Linked DNA regions of Zea mays: region 1 is linked to region 2. Evidence: chromatin contacts called from public Hi-C data. All regions are on one chromosome and are shown on one strand. The core of a region is the stretch at or near the end of the contact, and the rest is flanking DNA. Distances in the headings are between cores, read along the strand shown. Region 1 holds the start of LOC103641772 (ABC transporter B family member 15). Region 2 has its middle 17 kb from the start of LOC103641769.

Region 1 (5,168 bases), core at 2,215-4,714, 160 kb after region 2:
GTACTGAGTAAAGACATCTAAACTTGATGGAATAAATACATATGAATGATTATACCAAGCTAAAAGGACTATTGTAACTGCCAGTACTTGACTACGGGCTTCCTCCTTGGTAAATGTGAGGGTAAATGTGAGGGATGTGTTCTGATAATACTCTAAGCTTTTGACCCCCCCCCCCCAAGAATCCAAGATATGACGATGACGACTGTAGAGCTTCCCTTGTAGAAAATATTGGCAGCGGAAGAGGATCACCTATTGTCGAGCAAGGAAGCACATCTTCAACCTAAAAACATTGAACCATGAACTAGGCAATTTCTTGGGTCGACGCAATGCAATCTGGAAATCTGGACTAATATATTTATCACATCTTTAAAAGTGGTATTTTGAATTATTAGATCGACATGTTAACAACTGGGTGGGGGTATTTTATCTACTATCTTTACTACTATAATGCACCACTTTAAATAGTTCCAGTCGTGATTTTTGTGCGTCGCGCCCCCACCCGCTCGCTCGTTCTCCACGCTTCGCTATCCAGAAGCGTCCGCCCGCTCTCTGACATCCACAAGCACTATCCTTTGATCATTACATATCTTTTTGAACTGATTTAGTTGTGCATTACCATTTTATTCAATATTTTGTATGTCGTCGCAACGCACGGGCACCTACCTAGTAATTATTACTAAGTAATTTATCAAAAATATGTTGGGGTAGATTCAATAAAAATCAAAAGAGTATAGATTTCGGTCACGTTATCTTATAGCTGCACTAGAGATGTCAATGGGGACCCGATACCCGCTAACCCGTGGGGAATTCCCCTATTAGGGTACGGATATGGGACAAAAATTATCCCCATGGGTATGGATATGGGACAAAATCTCCACCCATTGGGTAAACGGGTATGGGTTTGGGAAGCAATAACCCGAACCCGATTACCCATGGGTATTTCATACGTGTACACCTGTCATGTTTGTATGAATGAGTTGATGCCGAGCCGGCCACCAAGCCTAGCACGACAGCGCACCAAACCCCAGGTCCTAGCCCAACAAGGCAACTAGCAGACTAGCAAAAAACAAAACCCTAAAATAACCAATCATACACTACGCCGACTGCTAGGAGCCTAGGACGACGGTGACGACCATGGATTCTCAGGCGCCAACGAACTCGGATGATGACGAAGGAAGGTAAGGAGAATTCATTTCTCCATTTCTTCTATTGGTCCCGAAGTACTGATTTCTTTTTTGATGGATGGATGAATGGATCATGGTTCATGGATGAGTGATTGCCAATGTGGTGATGTATGAAATCTGGATGGTTTATACTAGTTGTTAGTACCTAGTTATCTCTTAATTGAGGATGGGGACCCATTGGGGACCCGAAACCCGAATGGGGATGGGTATGGGATGGGTTTTGCATCCATGATGGGTATGGGGATGGGGATGGGGATGAGTCAAATATGATGGGGATGGGTCTGGGATGCTATAACCCGGTGGGGAATTCCCCATTGACATCTCTAAGCTGCACGCCTGGTCTGTACTGATTACTGAATTTCTAAACCCATATCAGAAGTCTTGAAAGACCTGCCCTTTTTAGCAACCGATTATGGACCTGCTTCTATGGGCTGAGATCCCATACATGATACACAAATAGCATACATGTCTAGAATTGGGCCTCTTATTTGTAAGGGCCCATTGCGGATGCCTAGCTTAACCCCCCTGTATTATACATAATCACATGTGAATGTGGTGTCGACTTGAAGCAGTAGAGAGGTGCTAGTATTAAGGTGATGTTTGGTTCACATATTTGTAACGTGATGAGTAACTGATAACGATCAATCATGTTTGTTTATGTTTAACCGTAATCAAATATCACACTAAAAACTGATAATAACCTATTCAAACTCATTACCGCTGGTACTTGAGCATAAATCATTATCGTTGCCATTTACGTTATATTTTGTTAACCAAACAACACATGAATGGTAGGTTATGAGTAGACCTGAGCATGGGTCATCCGACTCTACAAATCAGATTTGTCTCGTTCGAAAAAAACCCCTGATTTAACCTAGCCTAACCATTGCAACGAACGGGTACATGCGATTGCTTTTGACTCACAATAATCCACAGACCAGACACAAACTATGATTTTTTACCAAACATCTGACCAAACCTAAAAACCCCACACCTAACACGTCCAACATGAAGACGCGGGCTAACCCGACTTGACACTAAACACGAAACGGATATAGGCCATGCCAAACAACCCACCACCCGATTTTTACTCAACCCGAGTTTGAACAAGTCTAGTCATGAGTTTAATTAGGGCCGTTTGGTTGGGGAGTGAGGTGGGATGGAGCCACTCCATTCCGTGTTTGGTTGGAGAGTAAGCAGACCGATCAGAGTGGAGCAGGTCTAAATCAAGAATATTCCCACCATATATGAGATGAACTCGCTCCAAAAAACGGCAGAATACCACCGTTTCACTTCTCCCCGTCATTTTATGGTGAGCCCAAACATAAAATAAAATAATTTCACTCCGCTATTAGAATATTAGAATATGGAATGTAGCCGCTCTGTTCTCTAAATCTAGAATAGAACCGGTCCACTCCGGTGGCTCTCCGACCAAACATTAGAAATTATATTTTTTTTGTTTTAGAGTTTTTAGACTATTAATAGAGACGTTTAGTCTGGTCGTTTATTTTTTGGTTAACCTAAACTGACTGTTTCTGTGAATTATCTTACATCTGTTCTCAAATATTTGTTGTCCGTTAGTTTATTTTGAAACTAAGGGCGTGTTCGGCTGGCTACAAGCCGACACTGTTGCAGCTGTTTGGATTGCTGCAGCTGCAATCCATAGAGAGAAAAATACTGTAGAAGCCGCAGCCGCAGCCGGATTGCAGCCGCAGCAAGCCGCAGCGAACAAGCTGTAAACGGTGATAAATAAAAAAGTAAGAGGGAGTAGTAGTTATTGTGGCCGAGTTCGCTTGTTCTAAGCTATTGACAAACCCACACGGCGACAACAAGCACGCTTTCAAGAGTTGCTTCATATATTTCTAAGTAGATGACGTAGAAAAACATTGCTCTATCTAATAGATCAGAATGCTTAATATTTATGATGGTAATGATCATTCACGGAGTTCATATTACTGTAGAACGAAGTTCGTCTTCTTCGACTTCGCATTCTGATTATATTATCACAAGTATCCCATTATGTACACTTGGATCCCTTTTATATTAGATGCGATAATATAATCTACATGATAATCATTGGCCAAAGTCAAAATGTTTAAATCTTAGTTGAGTGTCTAAAAAAAAAGAAGCGAGTACACAAAAAAAAATACTGTTAGGCCCTTGACGATTCGGATGAAGTCCGGAGCTCGACGACTACGATCGATCACAGTTTTTAGGTGAGACGAGGTCGCCGTACAGTCACGTATATTCTCTCGTCTGTTACGTTCTTCCAGAGGCTCGGTTTGGCCGTATCGCCGTGGACAAGCCCCGCGCGCACCGAAGCTACCCATCCGGGCGCGGAGGAATAAGCTCGCCCGATCGACGAGAAGTCCCCTTCGGCCTTAGCATATTCCGCGCTCGAAAACCTTCGCGCGCACGCGAGACTAGGCGACAAGAGGATCACAGTCACAGGACGGACTACTACGCCATCCGATTGGAGCATGTTACCGTCAGTAGATTGCATCGTCTCCGTCTCCGTCTCCCCGAGCACAGAACGCAATGAACTGTTAAGCACAGGCTGTCGTCCACTTCAGACACTGACACACACGCACGCAAGGGACCATCGGGGACTGAGGTGACTCGGTGAGCGAGTATGGTCGACGCTCCGGCACCGGCAGGCTCGACGGCCGCGGCCAAGGAGAAGGCCTCGGCCCTGGAGCTGGTCCGCTACGCCGACGCGCGGGACTGGTGCCTCATGGCGCTGGGCGCGCTAGGCAGCTTCGGCGACGGCATGATGCAGCCGCTCTCCATGCTCGTGCTCGGTGACATCGTCAACAGCTACGGCGGCGCCGGGACCGCCGACAGCGCCTTCAGCTCCAGCGCCGTCGACAAGGCAAGCTCTCGAAACACCAACGTATACTATACCGGCATGTCACATTGCCCGCACGGGCAGCCCTCTGAGCCGTCCCTGCCACGTTGCTGCAGTTCGCGCTTCGGTTGCTGTACGTCGCGGTTGCCGTGGGCGCCTGCGCTTTCCTAGGTGAGCAGCGCAGCAGCAGTCTCCAATATTTTTTTTTTTCCTTTTTGCGGCGTCCGTCGATCTTCTGCAGCTTCTACCCTGTCAAAATGTTTGTAGAGGGGCTGTGCTGGACGCAGACCGCGGAGCGGCAGGCGTCCAGGATGAGGCGGCTGTACCTGGAGGCCGTCCTGCGGCAGCAGGTGGAGTTCTTCGACACGTCCGGGCCGGCCTCGCAGGGCACCACGTTCAGGGTCATCTCCACCATCTCCGACGACGCCGACACCATCCAGGACTTCCTCGCCGAGAAGGTCCCCATCTCTACTTGCGTGCATGCCTGGCCGGGCCGGGCCGAGCCGCTCAACCTCTCTTCACGTTTCAGCTGCCCAACGTCCTGGCAAACATTACGCTCTTCTTCGGCACGCTGGCCGTGGCCTTCGTCTTCGCGTGGCGGCTAGCGCTCGCGGGCCTCCCGTTCACGCTCCTCTTCGTGGTCCCGAGCGTGTACCTGGGCAAGCGAATGGCCGCCGCGGCGGGGCAGGCGCGCGCGGCGTACCAGGAGGCGGGCGGCGTCGCCGAGCAGGCGGTGTCGTCCATCCGGACCGTGGCGTCGTACCGCGGGGAGCGGCGGGAGCTGGAGCGGTTCGGGCGCGCCCTGGCCCGGAGCACCGCGCTCGGCATCAAGCAGGGGCTCATCAAGGGCGTCGTCATCGGGAGCATGGGCGTCATATACGCCGTGTGGTCCTTCATGTCCTGGATCGGCAGCGTCCTGGTCATCCGTTTCCACGCGCAGGGCGGTCACGTCTTCGTCGCCTCCATCTGCATCGTCTTGGCCGGAATGTAATTAAGCGATTCCTTAATCCTTATGCATGCGTTGCGGTGCGGCTAGCCTGCCTGATACGTACCTGGCACTGCTCTGCTCTGAGGTTTCCAGGTCCATCATGGTGGCTCTGCCAAACCTGCGTTACTTCGTCGACGCGGCGACGGCG
Region 2 (5,270 bases), core at 2,039-4,538:
CCTGATTGCAGACATGCAAATAAGAAAAATCTGGATTACAAGTAACAAGGTTCCCAACAACCAGATCAAGGAGATGAACAAGCAGAGATCAATAGGCGAACTAACCTAGATACACGAAGGTTTCACAGCACCTAGGTCACGAACGCCATCAGCGGCAAAGCGGGAGTCTTGAGAACGGTGTCCGGCAAGAACCCCAAAATAAAGAAGAGCTGGACTGAGGACGACGGTAGAGGTAGGTCTCTAAAATGTCAAGAAGGGACGAGGTGTAGGGGGGCACATAATAAACTGAAGGAAGGTACTAACCCAGTTTCTGTGGAGAGGACAACAGCGTCGGCGACTATGTCGTTGCAGTGCTGAAGCGTACGCAGTCGTGGGGTGCTGGGTTCACCGATGAGGATTACACAAAGGGTTGCATCCCCTGCTCGCTGTAGCTGCGCGTGGGTCCGCACAGCGCCAGGGGCCACCATAGCAGCGGCAGACCGGCTCCCATGCAGAAGGTGAAGGTGGATCGGTCCTATGCGGCTCCCATACGGTGGACGAAGCACGATTGGGTCGAAGCAGGGCAACAGTGGTAGCCAACGGCGACCATGCCGCTTCCTGTTCAGATCTGGACACCGTGCATAGCCGTTGGGTCGCCTCCCTATTCAGATCTGGAGACCGTGAGCAGCCGTCAGGTGGTGGGTACAACGATGACGGCCACGCGGCGGACTGTGTCGTCTGCCTGCTGCAAGCCTGCAACCGTGCCTGGGTCCTCTCGATGGTAGGGCCCACCATAGCAGCGATGGAGCGTCTCCCGTGCGGTGGGCGAAGGTGTGGTGGCTCCGGTGTGGCAGATGAAGCACGATGGGTCACAGTGGACGCGACGCTGGGCCTGTCCACGGATTACGACGCCCGGCCTCACCGGAGGGGCAGGGACGGCCATACCTCGCGCGGCGACAGACGGTGTCCCTAGGGAGCTGAGATGCGCGTGTTTAGGGCGAGCGAAGGGACACCTGGCGCGTGAAACGTGGGCGTGAGGCCGCCGCTCCGGAGCCTGGGCACACGTCCGCGCACGCGAGGCCGATAGACCGTGAAACGCGGGGAGAGCTTGAAAAGGCTTCGGGTTTTAAAGAACCTGATTATATTAGTAGAGTAAATAATAAAGTACATCTATAAATCTTTTGAAAAATTTTATGCCTTTTGATAGCTGATTACATAGTGATTGCACGCAAAGCCTGATTGCACATCAGTTTTTACCGAGACTAAAAGAGCTTTGTTGTTGTTGTAAATTTAGACTTTAGAATCCGTGTTACAGCAAACAAGACAATCCTGTAGCTGCAGGCTCAGATATTCATCACCTGGATTCTGAGCTCCACTGGAGGGATGGCTGGGCTGTGTTTTGTTGTGTCAAACACATCACGAGCACGAAAATATTCCAAGAAATGCATTTGTAATAATTCCTTAAGACGATATAGAAGTTGCCCGTGTTTACAACACATTGATCCATACGATCCTGCCAATGCATCCGGGCATCTTTATCCTTTCACGCCAGACACAGCTTAGTAAATGCACTCACCCAGATAAACAGTTCGGGAGGCTACATGGGGTAGCTCAAGTGTTCGCTTCGGATTAAATAAGCTGTTCGGACTGCTGTAACTGTGAGATAAAACACTATAGAAACAGTAGAATCCGGAACATATTAAATCCAAGCGAACAAACTAGGTGGGTGGGTTCAATGGCAGTACCACCCTCTGCTTCAGCGATAAAAGCAGATCGTTGAATAGCCTCTGCAAGAGAAATTTCAGTTAAATCACAGAAACGGATTTGATTCCCCAACATAATTAGCTTGCAGTGATGCAGCACTTCTTTAGGGAGTGCGAACCTGTAACAAATATTCGCAGAAGTTCGCAGCTGACTTTGAGAGCATTTGCATTGGCTGTCAGGTGAACATATCGTGTCAGCATACCATGAACATGAAGAATGCACTCAGTGGAGTTGCTTTGAACTGTGTACCGTCCACTAGAAACCAAAGGGTGAAGATAACTGAGTCACATAAATCTTTCGAACTCTTTCTAGTGTCAATTCTTCATCTCTTATAAAAACAGAAAACCAGTCCCACAAATTTCGTTAAAGAAAAGCATTTGTTCACCAAGTTTCATCTTACTGATACTATTACCCCGAGTCACCAGTAGAAATTAAGTCACAGAGACATAAAATAGACAGAGATACTGCAGGTAAAAGCTAGTTTCATAGTTTGAACACAGTAACTAAGAACCCTACACCATCTAGTTCCATTCTAGGCAATAGAACAGATTAAAAAAACAAACATTACCCATGATGTTTGGGACAGGGTAGAGAAACAGCTTGAGCCCTAGAGGCTCTTTTTAAGCTTGATTTCCCATGTCAGTCATTCCTCATACATAGAGCTGCTCATTACAATCCATCCAAGCTAAGAAACGATGAGCATGTCTATTGTCTAACAAACCTAGTTCCAATCCTCACAATCAAACCAAGCTAAAACTTGATAAGAAACCAAAAGAAAAAACTGTCTGATGGCCTACAGTGGCTAGCACGACCATCTCGCAGCCAATGTTCAAATGGGTGCCCCCAAGTAACACATGACACTCTACATAACCTAAGCATCAGTGCTTTGCGCAGACAGCCTTGAACGCTTGAGTCATGTAGGTGTGGTCAATTCGTGACAAATTGTCTTGCCCTTTTCATGTCGTGTCAAATAAGATGATATTACATCTGCTTAGCTATACATCTCACACTTTGAAGGTATAAAAACCATCTAATCAGACAGCAAAATGGTGCTAAGCTAAAAGAATCTGTGTGCTAGGTGACCAGATAAGCGTTTACTGTTAAAACTACTAATCGGAGCAAATGGAAGACTGGTTGATGAATAACTGTAACCGATGAAACCTGTTAAGTGCCTGGCCTACTATACAGAAACCTGCTACGAACTGGATTTCTGCAGACTCCTTAGTAATTTCGGAAATAACTTATGTTGGGAGACGAAAGTGGCGTCCGCTCGGAAACCTGCTACGAACTGGCGTCCGCTCGGGGCGGCTGGGCGCTGTGCTCTGCGTTGCGTCCTGTTGCGGTTGGAGTTGCGTCCTTGTCGAAGATCAGGTCTCTGCTCCCCGTAACGATCTGCGAAGAAGCACAAGCAGTCAAGCACTCAACGCACTGTACTGCGGCTCCAGCAAGTTCATCATGCTCATGTATGGCCCCGGACCTACGACCGCCCGTGTCGGCTAGCTCTGCTCTGCTCTGCTCTGCTCCCCAGTGGCGGCGCAGCGCACAGATTGTATGTGTGTGACAGTTGACCTAATGTGCGACATCATCACTGGAGCTTTTGACAGAGTGTCTTGGTGACACAGTTGACCAAATGCACGCCATCATCACTGGAGCTTTTCTGCGGCTGCACGCGGACGTCTCCTGTAGTACAGCAAAACAGATCACAACAACATGTTTCCTGCACCAGCAGCTACACCGAGCACATGCATGTGGTTGGAAGCATTTCCTGCCACTTGTTCCATGGCCTGGATCGAGGATCGAGTGCCTCTGTGCCCTGCGAGCGTACTGCTGACAAAGAAGGTTCTGTAAAGGGAATATTATTGAACTCACGCTCTAAAAGCTAGTGCTATTCCCTACTCATGGAGAGCACAAGCTTAACGCTGATTCCAACCATAAATAAAACCCACAGCAATGTAGTATGAGCTAATAAATCGGCTTAACCGTTGGGCTTGGGCGTGCTTGGTTGGCTGCTCTGTGGGTGCAGCTACACCCGCTGAGCATTAAAGCACTCCTTGTTTGGTTGGTTTCTCCACAGATGCAGGCTGAGCCCGTGCAAAATTGTACCCGGCGCCAGGTCGGCGGGAGAGAGCTGCTACAGGCGTATCTTCCGATTAAAAGATTTAATCACCGAACCGATTTCATATTTGTGTTGCTGAGATTTTTTGAACAAAACTAGATCACTCATTGTATATATATTTTAAAAATAAAAAAATATTTAATCACATGTATTTATGTACCTAATCAACAAAACAATGTCTACATGGTTCGACTCCTACACAGGGGTAGGACTGCGACCGAGGAGGAGGCATTGTGTGGTGGCCATCTGAACGGTCAAGGCGGCGCCCATGGCGCGCTCTTGCTCCAAGGCAAAGGACGCAACATGCTCGTGATCCTGAGAGGTGGTGACAGACGCCTGGTTGGTGGTGATTGCCGCAACTAAGGCGGTAGAGACAAGCGTAGAGGGCGACGAGGATGTGACGATGTCGGTTCACGTGGGCTCGATGAGGGGGGGTAGTGGGCGAGGAAGCCTGGCGAGGAGCGTCGGGCACCCTGCTGCACAGAGAGGACAACAGGGGCCTCCGGAGAGGGGCCAAGGCCGACTATGAAGGGGGCCCCATCCACGATGAGCTTGCTGTTGTTGCGGGAGGAGATGGAGCTGCTAGCGGCAGGGAGGAGGTCGGCCGCGGTGTCGGGGAAGACGACACCCGTGTCGGTGAGAGCGAGCAGGCCAACATCAGGGAGGAGGCCCGCGGACGTGGTGGTGGCGGTGCGCACACCGACGCCCGCGCCGACGGTCACAAGGGTGGCATCGAAGGTGGGATGCTCCATGGGGGAGGGGAGGGAGGGTCCCGCAGCTGGCCAGCCGGAGAGAGAACCAATGGCCGGGGGAGGGAGAGGTCGGCGGCTAGGGTGAGGTGGGAGGAGAGATAGAAAAAATGTAACTTAGCTTGTCGGGGACCATAATTAGGGGTACCTCCAAGACTCCTAATCTCAGCTGGTAACCCTCATCAGCACAAAGCTGCAAAGGCCTGATGGGTGCGATTAAGGTCAAGGCTCAGTCCACTCAAGGGACACAATCTCGCCTCGCCCGAGCCCAGCCTCGGGCAAAGGCAGCCGACCCCGGAGGATTCACGTCTCGCCCGATGTAAAGCCCTAAAATTGGTGTAATAAAATAAATAAATAAATGCATATATTGATATAAAAGTGTTTTAGAATCTATGGAACCTTTAGAGATTATTTGAATTTATTCTATTTGTGCATATTTAAATAATGAAATAATATTGGTCAATTAACAAATAAATAAATAAAGAAATATGCATATCATGTTGTGGTTATTGTATTTCTACATTTGTATTCAAATTTGTGAGACAATTTTAAATTTGAAAAAATAGAATTAAGACTTAATTTATAAGTGAGAAAGGGAAAATAATAAAGAAAAGAGGTACTATAAAAATACAAAATGAATTTTATAAATGAAATTAATACTG

Evidence for each region. Hi-C and Micro-C count contacts between places; a contact is called where the count stands out from the background.
Region 1: a contact with region 2 is called in a Hi-C map of root tip, with 2.8 times the contacts expected there. The contact joins the promoter of LOC103641772 here to the enhancer-like site in region 2. A contact is called at or near these places in 5 of 25 Hi-C or Micro-C datasets (ear, leaf and root tip) and 1 of 3 datasets of contacts at active chromatin or transcription factors (leaf).

Annotation. Positions count from the first base shown.
Region 1 is chr10:128,296,053-128,301,220 of Zm-B73-REFERENCE-NAM-5.0, forward strand. LOC103641772 (ABC transporter B family member 15) reads left to right here and starts at 3,465. Exons shown (of 8, transcript XM_008665106.4): 1 at 3,465-4,056; 2 at 4,149-4,203; 3 at 4,300-4,490; 4 at 4,562-5,019; 5 at 5,114-5,168. The coding sequence starts at 3,817.
Region 2 is chr10:128,134,108-128,139,377 of Zm-B73-REFERENCE-NAM-5.0, forward strand. No RefSeq gene overlaps it. Among protein-coding and RNA genes, the nearest start is that of LOC103641769, 17 kb to the left of the region's middle. Within about 2 kb of position 3,289, at least 8 of the 20 cell types and tissues checked have an H3K27ac peak or open chromatin away from gene starts, as enhancers often do. A contact at or near this core is called in root tip, where this site is marked.